2 separate regions of the Canis lupus genome follow, and region 2 is linked to region 1. Evidence: chromatin contacts called from public Hi-C data. All regions are on one chromosome and are shown on one strand. The core of a region is the stretch at or near the end of the contact, and the rest is flanking DNA. Distances in the headings are between cores, read along the strand shown.

Region 1 (5,851 bases), core at 1,662-4,161:
TTGAATGGGCGCAGCGGCCCCGACCCCGGGCCTGTAAGAAACTGAAGGGAACTAACACGTTCCGAGAGCCTTCCAGCTGGAGGGCGCGTTCACACGCGTCGCCGCCCCAAGCCCACTCGGGGCTGCCAGCGGCAGTCGCCCCGTTTTACAGATAAGGAAACTGAGAATCAGACCAGGTCACGCAGGTAGCGTCAGGCGCGGCCGACACCGCAGCCAGCTGGGAGCCTGAAGGACACCCCCAAGGGTTGGGGAGCCGGGGCGCGAAAAGTTCTCCGCGCTGAACATCCCAGTAGCAACGCTCGCCTTGGGGTGCCTGCGCGCGGCTCTGGCTCCAGTGCTCCCCTTGCACAACCCCTGACCGGCCGGGAACGCGGTGACCCGGGCCCTTGCGCGCTCTGCGGCTTGCGCCCCAAGGGCCTTGGAGGCGCCCCGCACCCCCTGGGAACCGAGGAGGGGGCTGGAGGAGGGGAGAGATGAGAGGGACTTGTGAGAATTCATTATTGACTGCGAAAGTCACCACCCTCTTTCCGGGCCCTAAAAGAGACAATGGCAGGGCTGGGAAGGTGTATATCAAAGCGGGCCGGGCCCGGGACCAACCCCCTAGCCCCTTGACAGATGATGCTCCGCAGAGAAGTCGGGCTCTGGCCCGCGGGCCGCGGCCTCAAGACATTAACATCACAAGGGCGCCCGGCGCCGACTGCGGCCTTGCCACCTCCGCGCGGGACATCACAGCGGCCTCTCATCTGCTGACCCCGCGGCCTGGGCTCCTGTGGCTACCCCCCTCTCCCCCGCCCGGCCCGGCCCCGGGGCCACTCTCCCAGGACACACCAAAGGTCTCCCTTAGGGCCCCCGATCGCTGCCAGTTGTACCCCCAGGCAGGCTCCCTACGAGGGAGCCTTTTCTGAGAAAGCGCTCTGCTCAGACGGGAGCGCCTCCTCTTGGGGAAGGGACCTAGAAGAGGTTCGAGGCTGGCCCCGTGGCCTTCTCCCTGGGCTGCGGCATTTCCCACCCGGCCTGTGCCCAGTGACGCAAATACCGATGCCCAGAGACAGCCCCCAATGGCTTCTCTGATTTATATGGTTGTAATTGGCTATAAAAGTCTGAAAAGTGGCCATAACCTGCATGCGGGTCGGGTCGGGCAGGGCCAGAAAGAAGGGAAGAGAAAAAAGCGGAAGTGCAGAGGGCTAGGAAGACTTCAAGGAGTGCAAAAGGGACGCCAGCAGGACTCTCCCACCACACCTATTCGCATTCGCACTTCCTTCCCACTTTGACACACACAACCCCATACCAGGAGGGGCAGACCCGGAACTAAGGAGCCCCCACAATCCGGCAAACCTAGGATGTCTGCAGCAGGGACATCTCCTGAGCAAGCTTCTTGAACGCAGCCGCGCGTGTACACACACACACACACACACACACACACACCCCTGAGACCTGGGAAGGAGGGGTGGGAGAATGGGAGAAATGATCCCTGTCTGGAGCCCAAGCTGAATCCCCTTCCCCCTCCGCGGGGGACTCTCAGGACATCTTGCCCGCGGCCCTCCAGCTTTTGACTCAACTAACTCCTTTGCAAATCCAAGGTTCAATGACGGGGCGCGCTCCCTTCTCCTTGGTTCCTGGGGCCTCTGTTGCAACTTGCAACTCTGTTGCAGCTTGGCCCGGTCTCCCTGCTTGCCAGAGCTCTTGAGATCCCTTGAATTGGCCCGAATGGCCGAACCTGGCCCCACGCACAGCCACCCAGTCCTCCGGGCCACCACTCTTCTTGAGCGCCTTGATGGCGTGGAGGGAAACGCTCTAAAGCCCGGCCCGGTGCAGGGCGAGGCTCCCTTTCGCCCGGGGCTCGAAGCTACGCACCGAGCGCTGGCTGCAGCGAGAGCGGAGGACGCGATCCCGCTCCTGCACCGCGGTGCTCGCCGACGACCCTGGGAGCGTCCCGAGAGTGCTGGGACCGTACGAACGGAGGACCGCTGGAAAGAGGAAGGCTCCCCTCTGCCCTACACTGAACACGGGTTGGGAGCCCAGAGTCCTCGCTCCCGCCCGGCGCCGACCCAGGCGCCGCAGAGAAGCTCCGCAGGCGAGGCCGGCCGAGTGCGTCTCCGCCCGGCGGGGCTCCCTGCCAGCTCCGGACGCCTGCGTCCGCCCCGACGCGCGGCGGGCCCCGCATCCCCCGAGCCCCCGAGCCCCCGAGCCCCCGAGCCCCGCAGCCCCGCAGCCCCCGCCGCCGCCTACCTTGGCTCCCGAGGGACGGCTGCGCGGGCTTCCGCATCCACTCGCACAGGTTCCGCCGCTGGCCGCCGGGGGACAGCTGCTCTGCGGCGGCCGTGGCTGCGGGCCCCGGAGGGCCGGGGTTCAGTGTCTGCAGCAAGCCGGTGGCGCAGGAGGGCGCGGCGGCCGGGTGGTGCGGGTGGTGGTGCGGGTGGTGGTGCGGGTGGTAGTCGGCGGGGCTGCTGTAGCCCATGGCCGAGGCCGGCGAGCCCCCGTTGAGGCCGTGCGCCACGGCGTTGGCTGCGGCCGCGGCGCCCCCCGGCGCGTAGCCGTTCCAGTCCTCTCGCAGCGGGGCCCCGTAGGCGGCGGGCCAGGAGGGCCCCGGGGACTGCGCGCTGTCCAGGTTCGCGGCCGCCGCGGCCGCCGCCGCCACATGGTAGCCGCCGTAGTCCGGGTACTGCGGGGGGCTGACGAAGTTCTGCGGGGCCAGGTTGAGGCCGCCGGAGTGGCGCACGGAGCTGGGGTACATGCTCACGTCCTTGTCCAGGAGGTAGCTCACGTACATGGTGGCGAGGGCCCCCCAGCGAACCTCACCATGCTGCCTGGGGGCCGACGCTGGGGGCTGCCGGGAGGCCGCAGAGGGGAAGGGGCGACGGGGCGACGGGGCGACGGGGCGACGGGGCGACGGGGCGACGGGGCGCGGCGAGCGGCGGCAGCGGGCGCCCCGGCCGGCGGAGTCCCGCGGGCTCCTCGGGCGCCTCTGCCTCTGAGGCGGTCCCTCCCTCGGGCCGGCCTCCTCCCTCCTCCCTTTCTTCCTCCTGTCCTCCCACCTCCTTCCCACTGGGCTGCAGAGGCGGGGAAGACCCGCCACAGGCTGGAGTGCGGAGCCCCGGGCCGGCGGCCTTTCGTGATTAACGAGTGTTTACAAGACTCTATTAGTAATGACACAGACACCAATGGCTGGAGACGTCGAGGCGCAGCGCGCACCCTGCGCACAACCCCCCGAAACACGATTTGCATTTTAAAAGATAAGGAGAGGGGGGAGCACGCGGGACCCGATCACAGCTAAATATTCAAACCTTTATTGTTAAGAGCTTCCTCCTTCCAACCTGGTGCACTTTAACCTCCAATCACAGGTTCAAAGAATGAAATCAAGAGACTTGCAAAAGAGGGGGTGGGGGGGGGGAAGAACTGTCTTGATGGGAACCTGGGCTTGGAGACTAAATAACAGTGTTTATGCACTTGCGGGGTCGGGTGGTGGGCATCAAGAAGCTCCTTCTATACCAAAGAGAAAAGAAAAGGGAAGCCATTACTTTGATGACAACGTTTTGACCAACGGGGGAGATGACGACCGGCGGAACCCTAAGAGATGGGCCCGGTTCCTGCCCTGTTTGAGCTCTCGGCCAGAACGACTGTGACTGCGGGGCCCCAAACAACTGTCACTGCTAACCGGATTTTTTCTTCCCCCAAGGAAACCTCTTGCCTCTCCCACGAGATAAATTATGACCCTAGCTTCAGGTTGCATCTCGGAGTTCATCTCACATTTGGGGTTTCAGTTAAATTAAAGCAATTAATGTTTTAAAGAGCATTTGCATTCAAGAGCCAGCACGGTCAAACCAAGGTGCTGGCAAAGTTCTCATTTTTTGAGCAGGGTGCAGGTGACACAGTATGTTGTCTGCAAAAATTCAGCGAGCCTACACGTAGAGGTTTACTTAAATGAGTGGTTAAAAATTAAGGAAAAGAGAGCCAGAGTTTCTGATAATATGTACGTAGGTACATGTCATAACTTTGTCTTAAAAACACGTTCTGCTTTACAAAGCAAAGCTTTATCCGAAGACAATTGTCTTTCATCTCCAGGAGAGGGGAAGGGAACCTAGGCCATTACCGATTGCTTCTTGAGAGCTCCGAATGGGGAAGAGTTGGGAAAGGATCTTCCTTGGTTTTGATGCACTGTGTCGGGGGCACGGGGCTTGGTGGCGGCTGCTGGGACCTGTGTGGCAGGGCCTGGCTTGTGAACTGCCGCAACTGGAGCGCAAGGCGCCGTGAGCTTCGTCTTAGGCACGCGCCTCTGTTTTAGCCACTGCAGGCAGCAGACCCGCGGGAGCCTTCCAGCCCTTCTCTACTTACGAGCCCGGACTGTGCTGACGGACCAGGATTTGAGAATCGCAGCGGCCCGATCCACGGACTGGGCAAGATGCCTGCGTGTTTTTGAAGGCGCTCTTGGAACCAGCGGGACGCTAGCCACTCATCTCCAGATCTGCACTTGTCGGTTCTCATTGTCAAGCGCTCTCTGGTATTTGTCACTTCACCTTCTCATCTCTGGAGAGCTCCTTCCAGTGCCCTTTATCTGCCTTGATCCTCACATCTCCCTAGATGGGGAACAAAGCTGGTGTTGTCATCTCCGTTTTACAGATGACACCCACCAAAGCTGCATAGTAGAAAGAGGCCAGGCCCAAGTAAGATCTGAACTAACCCAGGGGTGTGGGATCTCCTGCTTGCTGGTCTCCCAAGAAAGAGGGTTAAAAATCAGGGGTGGGGAGGGATGTCAGAGAGCTGAGCACTCAAGAGGTGGGAGACAGGAGCAGGTCCTCCATTGATCTACTGGCCTGGCCCAGGCAGCTGAGTGTCATTGGACCTCTCAGGAAATAAAATAGGAAATAAATTGCAAGCCCCATTACAGAACCCAAATCACTGAGTTGGGGGAGAGGGAGAGAAAGTGGGAGTCTGCAGTCCTGATGGGGTGGGAATGTGGGAGGTTAAGTGGTGGGCACTGCAGACTTTTGATCTACCAAACATCTTCCTCCTCTTCCTGGAGACACAATTCCTCTTTCTGTCCCCCCATTCCCAGCCCCCTCCCAAGCCTTGAGCTCTGGAAGCCGAGGCCCAGGCTCAAGCCTGTGTCTTCGGAATGTGGGCATTCTTTGGAACAATCACTTTATTGGGGACAGCCATTCCCTCCGCCCTGCAGTGGCCGCTTCCTGCGTTTTTATGGCTCGGCCGCGGGCCGCTGACTAATTGTCCCGGTTTTCCAGCTGTGTCTCTGTGCTCTGCCCCTGAGAAAGGGCTCTGGTCTGCCCGCCCAAATGCTTTGGGAGCGACCAGGGTTGCTCTGGCCCCAGGGGCCATGCCAGACCTCAGAGCTGGCTGGACCACAGGTAAACCTGAGGCTCAATTGGGGTGCAAGAGCTGGAAAAAAAGGAAATCGTGGTGAAAAAACAATTGGTTTTCTTCATGGAAAATGGGCCTACATGGCAGTAACAAGCACACCATCCCCTCCTAGGTCCTGGGTCTGGCTATTTGGTGAGAGGAAGGGAGCCTATACTGATTTCTTTGAACAAGCTCCTCAGATTGGGAGTGTCCCTTCATATCCAGTTGCCCTTCATCCAAGAGGCCCATCTGGGTCCCCAAAGGGCAGGGTGCCAGGAGCAGAGAGTAGTAGAAGGTGGCTGATGAGAAAGAAGCTTGGGTGTCTTTTCATCGTGATGATGGCTTAGCCTCTGGCAGGTCTTTATGAGGTGCCTATCCTCTGGAGGCCTGCTCTGGATGGGACCCCATCAGCCTTTGGGTGCAAATGTGTGGCCTGTTGAAGGCAGGTGCCACCTGCATCAGAGCCTCAGGGGTGAGTTTTCTCAGTACCAGACCCAAG
Region 2 (5,851 bases), core at 1,415-3,914, 530 kb before region 1:
CTTCTGTTTAGCTCAGTGACACTGAGAACCAACTTCTCTATTGAAAATTGTTTGTGTGCCTAGTGATTAGAAGAACATTTCATCTTTGTGCCCTGATGCCAAACATATATGTGGCAGTGGGAAGTGAATAAATATGTTCCTTGAAGCCATTCTTACACCAGGAGAATTAGCAATAACTTAACTGTACACAGAAGTGACTGTGGGATGCCTGGGTGGCTCAGCGGTTGAGCATCTGCCTTTCACTCAGGGCATGATACCTGAGTACCTGGAATGGAGTCCTCAAGTCAGGCTCCCTGCATGGAGCCTGCTTCTCCCTCTGCCTGTGTCTCTGCCTCTCTCTCTCTCTCTCTCTCTCTCTCTCTCTCTGTGTGTGTCTCTCATGAATAAATAAATAAAATCTTAAAGAAAAAAAGAGAAAGAAGCAACTGTGAATCACATAAGTACATCTTATCAACCCAAATAAAATTTATCCCTATTCAACTTCTCCTTAGCAGGATCCCTAAAAGGTCTGCTTCTAGTCCAATAGCACCATACACTAGGGGGCAATGTGAGTGGTCTGTCTTTCACTTGTTGATTTGTGGGAGTTCTTTATATGTTACAGATACAAGTCCTTTGTTTGTTATATGCTTGCAAACATTGTCTTCTACTCTTGGCTTGTTTGCCTCACTCTCTCAAATATGTTTTTGATGAACAGAAGTTCTTAATATTAATATAGTTGAATTTATCTATTTCCTTTATGGTTAATGGTTTTGGTGTCCTGTTAGAAAATTTTTTTCCCTTAGTTCAAGGTCAAGAAGATATTTTCCTGTTTTTTTCTAGAAACTTTATTTTTTACATTTAGAGGATCAATCCATCTGGAACTAATTTTTGTATATGGTGTGAGTCAGGGGCCAAGATTTTTAAAAATAGATATAGATATCCAGTTGCCCCGGTGTTAATTACTGATAAGATCATTCTCTCCACTCCTCTGTGCTGGAACTTTTGATATAAATCCAGTGTCTACATATGTGTGGATTTACTTATGGACCCTGTTCTGTGCCATTGGCTATTTTTCTATCTTTGCATCAATACCACATCATCTTGGGGAGCTTGGCTGGCTCAGCTGTTGAGTGTCTGCTTTTGGCCTAGGGCATGACCCCGGGGTCCTAGGATCAAGTCCTGCATCGGGCTTCCTGCCTGGAGCCTGCTTCTTCCTCTGCCTGTGTCTCTGTTGTCTCTCATGAATAAATGAATAAAATCCTTTTAAAAAACACAATACCATATCATCTTAAATACTGTATGTTTATAATAAGTTTTGACACCTGGAAGTGTAGAAACTCCAATTTTGTCCTTTGTTATTGTCTTAGCTATTTGGGGGCCTTTATTTTTCCATGTTAATTTTGGGAGTATATTGTCAATCCTAAAATAAAATGAACTGCTGGCATTTTTATTTCAGTTCTAGTGATCTGTGGTTCAGTTCATGGAATAAGTCATTTACTTTTTCTATATCCTCGATCCCTCTTCTAAAAAAATAAGACAAAAATACATACTGAGCAATCCTAAGCATTATATAAGAGAGCGTATGTGCAAACTGGAAAAAAAAACCTCCTACTATAGAAATGCAGGGCTTTTATTAAACAGTGAGAAGGAACACACACAGGCAGTAGGACAAAATCTGCCTACAATGGGTTTTAAAGAGGTTGGACCAACTCTGGAATCTGCTGCTGAGTGGGCTCCCCCTTCCTTGGTGCTGGCTTCTTAACTCAGAGGCTGACGTTCAGGGAGGGAGTGAGAAGGGGCCGCTGAGATTTTCCTGCCCTGGCACCTCCCATCCCACCCCCAGCAGGCACCACATTTCCTTATGATGATTGTCTATGTGTTGGCTTTCTCACATCTTTTACTTCATAGCTTAGAAACATAGAATCACACCATGATTTATTTTCCCAACGCGCCTGCTGTGTGCCAGGTCCAGTCCTAGGTAGATCTGCCTTTGCCCGAGTTCCATCTAGAATGTCACACCTGAAGAAGAGGTGACCGGGCACTGCGAATGGGGAATGGGCTTTTGTCACATGACTGTCCCTCTTCTGTCCCCTGTGTTTGTGTGACTAGGGCACACACTGGAGACAATCATCTTTCTCTTTGAGTCAGCTTGTTTAGAAAACTCAAGGCTCTGAGCTTCCTTTCCGCACCCTCCCACCAAGTAGCCCTAGACCCTTCTTTCAAAGGCTTTCTTTGGATTCCCTTGAACAAATACCCTCTGCCAAAGAGGAATCCCCAGGTGAAACAAAGGGAGGTCAGTGGGACCTTACACCATTTCCTTTTGGTGGGTCATTTTCTTTCCTTCCCTCTGTATATTCGGGGAGCTGTGTGTGGAGCCCTGGAGTCACCCCCAGCATCAGCAGGGAAGCAGGCATCTCCTGAGCTGCTACTGTCACCCACTTCAGCCCATCCACTCTCCCAGGTGCTGGTGAGCCCAGGAACCTCAGGGAAGTTGTCACGTCCTTAGGCCCTCGGGCTCCCTCAGGACCCTCTGCCCTTTCCATCACAGAGAGAGGAAGCCCAGCAAAGGGAATTAGCACTAACCTGAGAGGAATAGTTAGCCACTTAATGACTAGAAGGCTGCCAGCTTGGAGCCCATCTTCAACTTGCTCTGAGGTCCCTGCCTGAGGGGCCCATGCTAGTGTCCGTGGCAGAGGCTGGGTGTCTGTCCCCACAAGGGGCAGGAGTTTTATCTCCTGCCCGCTCCACAGCTGATCTCGGGGCATACAGCTGAGTGGAGTGTGGGTTGGTTAGGGTGGTCCAGGGGATAGACTAGGGTCAGGATGTCAACATCCCCTGAGGGAGCATGGTACAGATGCCAGCCAGGTGAACCCCCAGGACAGGGCCCAGAGTCCCCCTCACTGGGTGCGGGGGGGGGGGGGGGGGGGGGGGGGGGAGGCTGAAGCCCGACCTCGGGAACATTGGGATTCCTGGTCCTTTTATCCCCCACCTCCTGTCAGAGCAGCAGGCCTGCAGCTGAGGGGAACCAGAAAGAGGTGGTGGGACCCCCCTCCCCGCCCTCCCACCCCTCAGAGGCTGGAAGGCCTCCCTTAGAAGACCTGGTACCTGGCCGGAGGGGGTGGGGAGGAAGGAAGGCAGTGGGAGAAAGCGAGACAAAGGAAGGCCACCATAAAACCAGCAGCATGTCTGTAATCAGCAGAGCCCTTTGTTTAGAGCTGGTTTAAACAAGTTGAGATCCCTTCGAAGGGCAGGCCATAAACCGAAGTGAAAATAAAAGTGTTTACAGCGAGGGAGAGCGGAGGGCTGTGGGGATTCGTTTGGCCAGGAGCAGTGGGGGAGCCCTGGCCAGTGCGGCCTGGCCTGCAGGAGGGGAAGGGGCCACTTCCAACAGCACATGCTAATGCTAACGGATGCAGGGAATTGGGCCCCGCAGGGGGAGGGGGAGGAGTGGGAGCACTTCCCCCACCCTGGGGGACTCTCCCACATTCAGACCCCTCCCCCTCACACACACACACCCCCGGGAGTGAAGAGGGCAGGGTACCGGTCTTTGTGACCTCCAGAGTCGCCTGTCCGGGGTGGCAGAACTCAGACAGCTTTTCCCCTCCTCTACAAATTCCTTTGTAATGGACTTAAGGGGGTTACATTAATAAGAGGGTTGCACTTCTGGAAGAAATTCCTCTTAGGCCCCACTTACCAGCCTGCAAAGGTGTAAGGTGGGGAGCATCACCCCAGGGGACTGCATTCCTCAGGGCAGCCTCCAGCAGCCAGTGGATGGAGAGGAGGAAGAGAAATGTTTGCTAAGGCAGAGGGTGGTTAGGCCTGAGGTGTTGGAAGGACCTCAGCCCGGAGCAGGGCTCTGCACACCTTTCACCATGTTCCATTCCCTGCTCTCTTTGACCGTGGACAACACATAAATATCTTGCAATCATTCATTCAACCAGTGGGCACCTGCTGCAGGCCAGGCAACCAGGGCAGGGGCTCTCCAGGTGTCGGACATGGTCCCCATCCTAAGGTGGGCAACTGCATATACATATATACCTCTGTTTTATTTTCTCCAAGAATACACATATCCAGGCAGTGTTAACTTTTGGAAAACGGTAGTGCCAAATCAAGCTCACATGATTCTTGGAAGTACACCAAGCTGATGTCAAATGGCCTCATCTGTTGTTTATGCCCAGAAGGAAAGGCTGCCAGACTTTTTGCCAAAAAAAAAAAAAAAAAAAAAAAAAATCACACCAAGGTCACATTTATCCTTATAAGGAAAATGAGTCAGCAGAGGCACCTGAAGGTAGGTCCTTTTTCCCTTTAAAAATTTATTGTGACTCTTCAGCTGGCAACATTTGTTGACCTTGAATCCTCCCAAATGCAAAAGCCAGCTGAAAATGTCTCTTTTGACACTCCCATACTTTTCCCTCCATCCTTGGATCCGTCTTGCCTGTTAAGGAGATGAGCTTTGTTCTGGGCCCCACAGTATGCTTTCTTCATTAAGAGAACATGTAAGAAAACTATCAGTGAAGCCTGTTCTGTTAAATGTCTTTGTTTTCTATAATTTGATCTCAACCACATTCTAATACAAGCTCAGTTGCTCTGGTGTTTTCCCTAGGGCTGTTTTCTTATCTCCCTAAGACTGGCTAGTTTATGTTCTGTGAGTTCCCTTCCAACAAACAACAAAATGGAACAAATCTGAATAACAAAGAAGCAAGATTAGTAGTACTGGTAGGAAATCATGTTATGTCCACTCTTAGGAGGCATTTCACACCCTCTGGGCATTTGGTAAAACATAACCTTTCGTAGGGTCCTGGTGTGAGAGGCATGGGTCTCCAAGTCTCAGTGCTTGATACAAATGGCTCTGCAAGACCCCCAAGACTTCCTTTCCCTAAGTTGTGAGGTCCAAAGGGTGGCATTAGGTGTCTTTCTTAGGGCACTGTCTTGCTGACTTCACTGAGGGGCAATTCCTGCGGGTCATTCCTTTGCTGCTGTGAAGCAGGAGTGCTTGTCCTTCATCTCATGACATTGAGTTATGGGGAAGGAGTTAAGATGGTGGAGTAGGGGGACCCTAAGCATGATGCTGATTCATCGGGGCTTCCTGTGAAAGGTTTGCAGGGATCCAGGACCAGGTGGCTCCAGGTAGAGTCACCAACCAGGGAAAGATGCCACCATCAAGAGGACCTAATGGAAGTCAGCTCTCCTGACTCAGGAGACCTTAAGTGAAGAAAGTCTCTGGGTATCTCACCCCTTCAGTGCTGACAAGCTAGATCGTTGTCAGGTGAGAAAATGGTGCAGGGGAAAGGCATACTCCTTTGAAATCAGGTAGTTGGTTTTGAATCCCTTCCTCAACTTAGTAATTGGACAAGTTACTTAACATCTCAAAGCCTCTGTTTTCTCATCTATAAAATGAGGGTAATAGTGCTCTCCTCCTCAACCCAAGGGTCTTGTTATGAGGATTATTTGAGATGAAGCTCCTGGCATTATGGCTTCCTCCCTTCCCCCTAGTTCCTTCCCTCACTCCTTCCCAGTGAAGGAAAACTTAGTATCCCTTCCCACAGATTCTGAAAAAAAATAAAAAAAATAAAAAATTATGGTAATAGAAGTACCAAATGTGGCAGATCAGCTCTTCTTGTTTGTTTATGAACACTTCAAATTCCTTCATCGATGAGATAAAATTTCACCATTCCGAATACTCTGAATGGAATTGGTTTGGGACATTGGTACATACCTACCTTGTGCTAAGCACTAATAGAGACAATGGAGATACAGAAAGGAATGACCCGGTCCCTAACCACAAGACAAATGAACACGGAAGCAAATAATCTCAAAGGCACAAAGGATTTTGGAGGAATGTGGTAGAGGACCACTTTTCTTCGATTGAAGG

The links. A called contact is a pair of places that touch in the nucleus more often than the background predicts.
Region 2: a Hi-C map of skin fibroblasts shows a contact between it and region 1, with 2.9 times the contacts expected there. The contact joins the enhancer-like site here to the promoter of CDX2 in region 1. A contact is called at or near these places in 4 of 9 Hi-C or Micro-C datasets (amygdala, blood, liver and 1 more).

The regions. Positions count from the first base shown.
Region 1 is chr25:11,758,070-11,763,920 of UU_Cfam_GSD_1.0, reverse strand. CDX2 (homeobox protein CDX-2) reads right to left here and starts at 2,911. Exons shown (of 3, transcript XM_038573394.1): 1 at 2,230-2,911. The coding sequence starts at 2,770.
Region 2 is chr25:12,288,799-12,294,649 of UU_Cfam_GSD_1.0, reverse strand. No RefSeq gene overlaps it. Among named protein-coding and RNA genes, the nearest start is that of GTF3A, 47 kb to the right of the region's middle. Within about 2 kb of position 2,664, at least 4 of the 20 cell types and tissues checked have an H3K27ac peak or open chromatin away from gene starts, as enhancers often do.